3 separate regions of the Mus musculus genome follow, and regions 2 and 3 are each linked to region 1. A link is a contact called in public promoter capture Hi-C data. All regions are on one chromosome and are shown on one strand. Each heading gives the region's core, a stretch centred on a gene start, on an enhancer-like site or on the middle of the called end of the contact. The rest is flanking DNA. Distances are from core to core; before and after follow the strand shown. Region 1 holds the start of Igf2r (insulin-like growth factor 2 receptor). Region 2 holds the start of Acat3 (acetyl-Coenzyme A acetyltransferase 3). Region 3 holds the start of Wtap (Wilms tumour 1-associating protein).

Region 1 (3,088 bases), core at 548-3,047:
GAGTTGGCCTTTGGAGGGGGGGGGGATCAATTCTTAGCAGCCACGCAGGCTGCTCACAACCTGTAACTCCAGCTCCAAGGACTCTGAGACCCTTTTCTGGCCTCTGCATGGCAGACACAATGGACACGCATGTGCGCACACACACTTTAAAAATAATGGTGTAAAAAAAAAAAGTGAATTCTAAGGCAAAGGCCGCAGGTCTGTAGTAGAGTACTTGCTTAGCATGCCTGGGCCCTAGGTTGGATCCCCTGTACCAACGCCTTCAAAAGAAACAAATTCCAGTTATCTAGCAAGACCGTGACTTCCACAGCACTAGACCAGCTGTGTTAATTCTTGGTCACAGCAGCCCTAAATCCAAAATTTTCTGTTCTAAATGTTCCCCCCTGGGCCTACTATTGTTTAAGGGGCACCCTTCCTCCATATCATGAAGTTACCGGGGCAGCAATCTATCTTTGGGCAGCTAATTGGTCTATAAGCCGCAGTGCAGCAGTGTCTCCCTCCAAATACTCTCCAAAATGAGAAATAGAATTCTGGTCAGCTCATTCTTACACTAACAAGTCCTACAAATTATTAACTCCAGGTGAGAGAACAAAACTCTCTGATACAAAGGACTAAAGAGCCTGGACTACCATTAGAAACATCAAGTTTGGCTCAGCCCCGTCTCATTCTGAGTCACTTTTGAAAGTCAAGGGTAAAGCTGGCTTCAAGATTCTCTTCCCGCTTCCTTCTTATCAAAGTTTTTAAAACAAGAAAAGATTTGGTTTCCCTTCACCCTAAAGAGCCCAGAGGAGGCCTGTCTCCAAACTAATGGTATTGGAAGTTCCCTAGGCCCACAAGTCTGTGTCCAACACCAACAAACTTCGACAGGACTGGAAATTATACAACCTTGGATCCCAGAGCAGAAGACTCCACTAGAATAATCTACTCTGGAGACAATGACATCATGTGAGCAACCACACAGGAAGCTAACTGAGAGACGTGAAGGGTAAAGTCTTGAAAGCCTACAGAGATGACCACCTCTCAACCCTTGTCAAAAGAAGAAAAAGCTTCAACCACTGACAAATGGCTACTTTAAATAAGGAAAACTGAGAGTTGCCACAGAAGGGGTCAATCTGCAGTTGAAACCACCACTACCCAACTCCAAGAGCATCGCGTGGGTTCGCACTCCCTGGAGACTGCACACTAGAGGGGACGCCTCCGAAGCCCCACGGCTGGAACTTCAATGGAAACGTGCAGCGGGACAAAAGCCCAGCCTTAGCTCTGCCCCCTGCAACTTCCGACGGACACACCGGGCCCCGGGAGTCGCACAAAGCCGCCCGACTTATGACAGCCACAAGTGGCCGGGCACGGGGGGCTCCGGGGGCCAGTGCCACGGCGGCGCGTCCTCCTGCGCCGCCGCGGCCACCACGCGGGCAACTTTCCCGCGGGGGCGGGGCGGGGCGGAGGTCTGCGTGTCCTCGGGGCTCCGCGCCCGCCACGCAAGACACCCACCTGCACAGGGCGTCCAAGTCGACGGCCTGGGCCTGCGCGGAGCCCGCGGCCGCCAGGAGCAGCAGCAGCAGGAGCGGCGGCAGGAGCGCGACGCGCGGCCCGGAGGGCACCGGTCCCAGCTGAACGGCCCGCATCGCGTGTGGCGTGGGGCTCACGGCGGCTGGCCGTTTGGAGCCGCGCCTGGGACACGGTCGCGCCACCACAGCGGAGTCGAAGCTGCAACGGGAGCTGGAGGGAGAAAGAGGAGAGAGAACTGGAGCCAGGGGGGAGTGCGACGAGGAGGCGCTCCGTGGCCGTCCCCGGAGCGTCACGTGACCTGAGTCGGCCCGCCCCCGCCCCGCCTCCTGCTCACGTGACGTCCTCGTTCAGGTGCTCTCCGCCCAGTCCCGGGTCACATGAGCATCGCACGCGCGCGGGACAGGAAGTGTTGCGGGCCGGGCACGAGCGCCAGGTACCTACTCGAGGCCTGACAACCCCAGGGTTGCTCACGCGCGGCGAGGGGTGACGCCTCAGAGCCAGACCTCAGTTTCCCCGTCCAGCACCCAGGTTGCGTCTGCGCTTGAGCGCTTCCTAACTCTCTCTTCTTCAACCGAGACCAGTACGGTGGCCGAGATGGAGTTAGGTGGAAAAGCCCAGGTTGATGTTTAGTGTTGCAAGTGGATGCAGGGTTAAGAGGTCAGTCTTTCTAGAATCCCGCGTGGGAGTTTCCGACTCATGCCCCGGAGAGCCTCACAGCAGCTCTGTGGAAATGTGACTTCCCAAGCAGGGCTTTCTACAGCAAGTTAGGTGACTGGTGGACTAATATGCAGTGTGCAGAGAAACCAAAATGTAACAAGCAAATGACAAACAAAAAAAAACTTTTAGCGTGAGATTGCTTACTATGTAGCTCAGGCTATACTGGAGTTCAGATCCCTCTACTTAAGCCTACCGAGTTCTAGGTTTAGAAGCGTGTACCACCACCTCTGTTACAAAGTTTTATTATTCTGTAAAGATAATATGCAGCATCCATATTACATAAGGCGGTAACCTAGTGAAAGTACAGTAAATGAGCCTTAGGAAATGGCTCAGACTGTAATGTGCCTGCGGGTCTGAGCTCAAGCCCCAGCACCCAACCCCTGGAACTTTGGTGGGGAGGCAGAGACGAGGGCATCTCCGATGTTTGCTGGCCAGCCAGGCTGGCTGAATGTGGCCAGGTCCGCTGTTATTACCAAGAAACCAAGAAGAGGTCACTGGGCAGGAAGACAATCTGGCTGTGACACCAGGATTGGTCAACTGATCTTACTAGCTAGGCAGATATTCCATTCCTTCACTCCACGTGCATCCCTCCAGGAGCTGCCTGCTGGATGGAAGAGGATGGCCTGTTCCTGATGAAGAAGGACCATTTGAGGGTCAGGGGTACAGGAGTAGTCCCTTGATAGAAGCTGGAGTTCATGTTTGTCCTCTCTAGTGTTAGAACTAATGCAGGCAAGTGTTGTCAGTGAGAAAACCGCTAAATGAAGAGTTAGCTGTGAACCAGAATGTAAACTTCCACTCAAAGTATCATCCCCAAAATACATTTTCTTTGGATGGCTTTGGAAATGGAGCACCCCATAAACCA
Region 2 (2,721 bases), core at 48-2,547, 170 kb after region 1:
GCCTTCTTCTAGCTTCTGCTAGCACCAGGCAGGCAAGTGGTATATAGACATATATGCAGACAAAACACCCATTAAAAAAATACAGAATATTCAACTGGCACACATACAAATGGTCTCAGACAGAGTAAGAGCAGAACTTGGTATTGAATATTAACAATTTTCTCTACAGTTGATTCAAATGTGTGCTGAGGGAGCACAGGGCAGGGCAGGAGTGGGAACTCATGACCACATGCATGCTCACCACACACTTCACCACTGATCTATACACCCAGGCCCCAAACCAATCATCAACATCAGTAGTCACTGATCTCCAAGCCCAGCAGGAATCAGAGCTATGATGAAGCATTCTTAGACTCTCCTGCCTTTCTCCGGACAGTCCCCTGGAGTGAGGGACAGCTGATCTCCTGACAAAGTGGACCAGGGTAGAGCTGCTCTGCTGCAGCCCCACTCGCAGCTGTGGCACAGTGCCAGGCCCACACACTTTTATTGACTGTGTGACATGTTAGGGGTATGTGGAGGACTGTGAATACTTTGCTGTGCTTCTAACAATGCAAAGGCGATACAGTCCCGTGGTCTAAGATCACTCACCGAAAAGGCTTGTAAAGGAGCTGTGACTTCAGCCAGAGGAAGGAGGAGGGACAGAAAGAATCCTAGCAGAGAGAACTCCAAGCAAAGCAATGTATGGTGGTGGTGGTGTGTGTGCGCGCACACACACACATATAAATAAATGCTGTTTCTAGTGAACCAGATCTGTCCTGGGCTACTGAGGAGTTACCTGCCGTCAAGACATGTCCAAATATGACCTCGGACACCTCTTCTGGAGCCACCTTGGCCCTCTGCAGGACTTCTTTGATGACAGTTGTCCCCATTTCGTGGACAGGCACGGTGGACAGGGCACCATTGAAGGAGCCTACAATGGAATGGGGAAGAGGGAAGGAATCTGAACCAAGAGCACACTGAGGACCACCGAGGGGGAGGGTGGGGACTTTAAATCAGTGCTTTGCCAAGCCCAGGGCTGCCCAAATTCAGACCACTAGTATCTGCCACCACAGGGTGACAGATGAACCATCAGGCATGCAAGCAGGCAGTTGGCAGGGTTCTCTGTGCACCTGTAGGGTAGCAGGTGGGAAGCCTCCGCAACACTGACCTATGGCGGTACGGGCCGCCGAGACGATGACCACTGGGTCGGATCTTGTGTTCATCCTGTTGCTCTCCCCTGGCGTCTGCACAGCCCTGGCTGCAGCTGAAGCAAACTTTGCTAAATTCTGGCTGAGTTGGAGATGGAGCCTCAACGGCTCCGCCCCGCCCCGCCCCGCCCCGCCCTCCCCGCCCCGCCCCTGCTCAGCAGCTCCCCTGATCCCCACTCCTCCTCAGCTCAGGGATGGTGAAGAACAGGGTGTGCAAGGTCTAGGGGTCTTAGAGTGTGACATAGATAGAGACCTGGGGGTTCCGGGTGTTAGAGTGAGAGCGATCAGCGTTGGGGGAAGTCTCAAGCTGTGGACTTTGAACGCTTGCAACACAATCCCGGAATCTTTCTCTGTATCCCTTTTCTGTCTGTTTTTGTGTATTTTCGAAACAATGAGGGTGACTAAAAGTCTACCTCTGATGATTCAGCCGGGACTGGAATGCCCTGGCTATAATTCCCGAACACGCCAGAAGGAACAGGATACAGTGTCGGTCAATTCGCAGGAACTTTGAGATTTCTCCAAGTGTGCCTGGGCGCTGTAAACCCTAGTTCACTTGGTTGCTAAAAGTCGTGTTCTTGGCTAGAGGAGAACCCCAGGGGCCGAGGATGGAAGGTGATCTGAAGATCTTATTCATTAAAGGTCCCTTAGGGCCACAGATCACGGCTGTTTAAAACACCTGCAGCCAAAGTCAGAATTTGTCTGGACTTTCTAATTACCTCTACCTTGCTAGAAATCGGTCCTCCCACAAGCGGTCCAAATAATCCACAGAATGTGTGCAAGCAGAAGTTATTTCTGCAGAGGCCACGCAACTACTCTAAATCCTACAGGCTGGGGTGAGGCTGGGCTTTCAGACAGGAAGGGCCAGTGTGCTTCACTTCAGAGCTTGGCCACACACACAAACACACGCACCCATGCACGCACACAAGCGCATACATATATATGTGCATAAATACATGTATATATATTTTTCCAAAGGAAAAAATCTTACTAGATTTATTTTATGTATATCAGTGTTTTGAGTTTTTGTTTGCCTGCATACATGTATGTGCACCGTTTATGTTCCTAGTTCCCCAGGTAGGTCAGAAAAAGGCATTGGATTCCCTGGAATGGAGTTAGGATGATTCTGAGTCACTATGTGGGGGCTGGGAACTAACTCAGGTCCCAACAATTTAACTCTCTCTCTCTCTCTCTCTCTCTCTCTCTCTCTCTCTCTCTCAGACGTGATTTTATAATGTAGCCCTTAGCTGACCTATGCCACGATGTAGGTCAGGTTGGCCTGGAATTTAGGGATCTACCTGCTTTTACTCCCTGAATGCTGGGGTGAAAGCTGGGTGCCCCCATACCTGGCTTTAGCACCTGGCTTTAGCCTTACACTGTTATTACATAGTTGCCTAACTCAAGGCAAACTACAAGTGTAACTTTTGAAAGCAGATGTAACCTTGGGCACACACTATTATCTGAGAAAAAAAATGCTGAGCAGGAAGGTATTTCTGCCAGAACATGTCTTATCTAATTAAAGATGGAACACCCTTGG
Region 3 (2,753 bases), core at 39-2,538, 220 kb after region 1:
TTCCAGAACAAGAGTTAAGGATGGTCAAGAGCCATCATTCCGGTGCTGGAAGAGAAACTGCTGAGCCAACTCTCCAGTCCCAAAGCTCAAACATAAGCTAAAGGGAAAGAAAGGTAGAATTTGTAGTAACTGATCTGTGACTTCCACCTATCTTTCCAAACAATAAAATTAACTAAATGAAAAGGCTAGGGTAGAGCGTGAAAACGATGAAAAAGGCGTAAATAAAACGTAGAGGATTATAACATGCTCCTTGAAGCTTTAACAGGCTCACCGATCTTTACAACCAGCTTACAGTGTATTCTTAGTCCTTTGGGGTCAAATTAACTGACTTCCTCATTCTCAAACCAAGAACTGTGGGCTCGGGGAATTGCTGAACGGCAGAAGGCTGGCCTAGCGTGCATGCACAAGGCCTAGCCGCCCCCCACGCCCATAAAACATGTACACAGAGAGGAAAACTTAGGTCTTGTTCTACCGTGCACCCGCTGTCTTATGCAAAACAATTTTAAATACGGTCAAATCAGCCATACAGAAATCCAAAACTAGACTAGAAGTTCACGAAAAATTCCACTAAGCTGTCAAAAAAAAAAAAAAAAAAGAACTACTCTCACAATGCATGCACTTATGTAAAAATGGAAGTCCACAGGTGAACGTGGTTGCAAAGACAAGCTACTACGTGGTACGGAATTGTTTTTAACAAAAAAAAAACCCAAAAAACAAAACAGAATGCTTCACTTGTGCCATACAGAACTGTGGGTACCTCTGGGTCCCCGGTGACGAACCCTGGAAGGTGGGAGGGGGCGACAGAGGCGGGGAAAGGACCGGCATGGCCAGTCAGCCCCGAGAGGGCGGCCTCCGGCCTCCCCGCCTCCCCGGCCGCGGGAACGCCCGCCCTGTCCCCTGCCGTCAGGGACGGAAGTAGAATGGCCGCGAAGCGGTGCAAGGATCCCCACGGGCAGCAAACCGCTCTGCCTAACGGGAAACCTGCACGGCCGCAGGCCCGGTCGCCCTTCCGGCCCGGAGTGCATTTCCCCGGGTCTAGGGCGGCCGCGCCTCGCTCCCCGGCCCCACAGGCCCTCGTGGCCATTCCCGCTGCGGGCTGCACCTACCTTCCCAGCCCGAGGCTGCGCGGGCGCCGCCAGTCACACAGGCCGAGGCCGCGCCGCCGCCGGCCCCCCCGCGCTCCTCCCGCCGCAGCGCTGGCGAGAACCTTTATTTGCGGGTCTCGCAGCCACAAAATGGCGCTGAGGGAGGAAAGCCGGCCCTGCCGCCGGCCCCGCCCCGCCCGGACTGCGCCCCGCCCCGAGCGCGCCGCGGAGACCCCGCCCGTGGCCCACTCACCCGAGACGCGCCTCTCGGGCGCCTCCTCGGTCACCGCGCCGGGCGCCTCTGGAGAGAAGGGGCGAGGGGCGGCCGGCTCGGCCCCGCTCGGGACCTCGGGGCGCGGAGAGGCAGCGGCACTACGCCGCCGCCGCACGGAGACAGTCCGCGGAAGCCCGCACCGGCCCCGTCGGGGCTCTGCAAGCTCAGCGGGGCTGGGAAGGGAAGCGGCCGGAGAGAAGGGCGGGCCCGCGAGGTCGGAGGTCACCCGCGAGGCATCTCGGGACGACGGCCGCTGCCGGACAAGCTCGGCGGGGCCACCTGCGGCTGCTGCGCGGCCTGGGCGGAGGAATCCGAGCCGACAAGCGCGTGATTGGCTCTTCCAGGCAGTCTCACAGCTCAGGATGCTTCCGCGCATCGTGCCGGAACGGGGAGACAGCGGCTTCATGCTTAAGCGCCCCTCGTTTTAAGTTGGGGGCGGGGGAGGGGGACTTAGAAGCCGTCGCCGTTCTTGGGGCCGCCGGCTTTGCCCCGGGGCGTCTTTGGGTTTGAGTCGAGGAGCCAGGAGGCTGCGCGTGTGGGCAGACTGGAAGCCCCGGGAAGGCAGCCGGGTGAGGGTTCTGGAGTACTCTAGCAAGAACAGCGGTGCTCGGCAGTCTCTTCAGCACTTCCCAGATGGGACAGTCATATTTAGGCTTAGTCGGTTTTATGAGCCCGGTTAATCCCCAGCGTAGGTGCCCTGCCTGAGATCATTTATAAGGATACAGTTACAGTAGAGACCAGATGCCACCACTAGGTAGTTTACATCGCAGGGTCCTTGGAAAACTAAAGAAAATGGAGAAGGACGTGAACAGATGGTTCACAGATCCTTAAAATATTCCATAGAAGGAGGATCAACTTTGTTTATAATGGAAATATACATTGAAATCCTGTTTCCTGGTGAGGATGCAGACATTAATAGTTATGTGTTACTTTGGAATGAGTCCTGGCTTGAGTGAATAAAGCAAGGTGTAGAAATACATATACACATATATGTAGGCACATATCGAGAAAATGGAAGAATATTGCAGAAACTTAATAGTTACTCAAAAGAGGGTAATGGCTGTAGGAGATAAAGGTAGAAACAGCAAGACTTGTGAGTTTTCAAAACTTATGAAACGAATAGGTAAAACAAGAAAATCCCTCCAGAGTCCAAAACAAATTGAAAGGAATCAATTCAAATTAAAATTGATAGCGGAACTGAAAGATACACAAAAGAAAGAATATAGCTGCAGTGTTTGAATTTCATGCTCTGGCTCTGTGCCTACAGAGGGCTCTGTCCTAGATACCTAAGAATCACTCAGTTTCACTAAGTGATTTGTAGTTATAACATTGTTGCTATGGTTTTGAAGTTACATATATTGTAGTACAAACATTTTAATGTTACTTTCTTCAAA

Evidence for each region. Promoter capture Hi-C pulls out the DNA fragments that hold promoters and counts their contacts. Capture Hi-C pulls out chosen DNA fragments and counts their contacts.
Region 2: a promoter capture Hi-C map of liver shows a contact between it and region 1, with 1.9 times the contacts expected there. The contact joins the promoter of Acat3 here to the promoter of Igf2r in region 1. A contact is called at or near these places in 4 of 39 promoter capture datasets (cranial neural crest, liver and stem cell-derived epiblast-like cells), 2 of 115 datasets of contacts at active chromatin or transcription factors (bone marrow-derived macrophages and memory CD8 T cells) and 3 of 9 other capture datasets (adipose tissue, liver and pancreatic islet).
Region 3: a promoter capture Hi-C map of adipose tissue shows a contact between it and region 1. The contact joins the promoter of Wtap here to the promoter of Igf2r in region 1. A contact is called at or near these places in 6 of 39 promoter capture datasets (cranial neural crest, erythroid cells, fetal liver and 3 more), 3 of 484 Hi-C or Micro-C datasets (CD4 T cells and embryonic stem cells), 3 of 115 datasets of contacts at active chromatin or transcription factors (the 230-238 cell line, effector CD8 T cells and embryonic limb bud) and 3 of 9 other capture datasets (adipose tissue, liver and pancreatic islet).

Annotation. Positions count from the first base shown.
Region 1 is chr17:12,767,909-12,770,996 of GRCm38.p6, forward strand. It overlaps Igf2r (insulin-like growth factor 2 receptor), which reads right to left and starts at 1,798. Exons shown (of 48, transcript NM_010515.2): 1 at 1,492-1,798. The coding sequence starts at 1,625. The region is part of intron 1 of Airn (antisense Igf2r RNA); the gene reads left to right.
Region 2 is chr17:12,939,099-12,941,819 of GRCm38.p6, forward strand. It overlaps Acat3 (acetyl-Coenzyme A acetyltransferase 3), which reads right to left and starts at 1,298. Exons shown (of 9, transcript NM_153151.3): 1 at 1,148-1,298; 2 at 776-910. The coding sequence starts at 1,202. It also overlaps the pseudogene Gm20591.
Region 3 is chr17:12,990,971-12,993,723 of GRCm38.p6, forward strand. It overlaps Wtap (Wilms tumour 1-associating protein), which reads right to left and starts at 1,289. Exons shown (of 8, transcript NM_001113533.1): 1 at 1,107-1,289.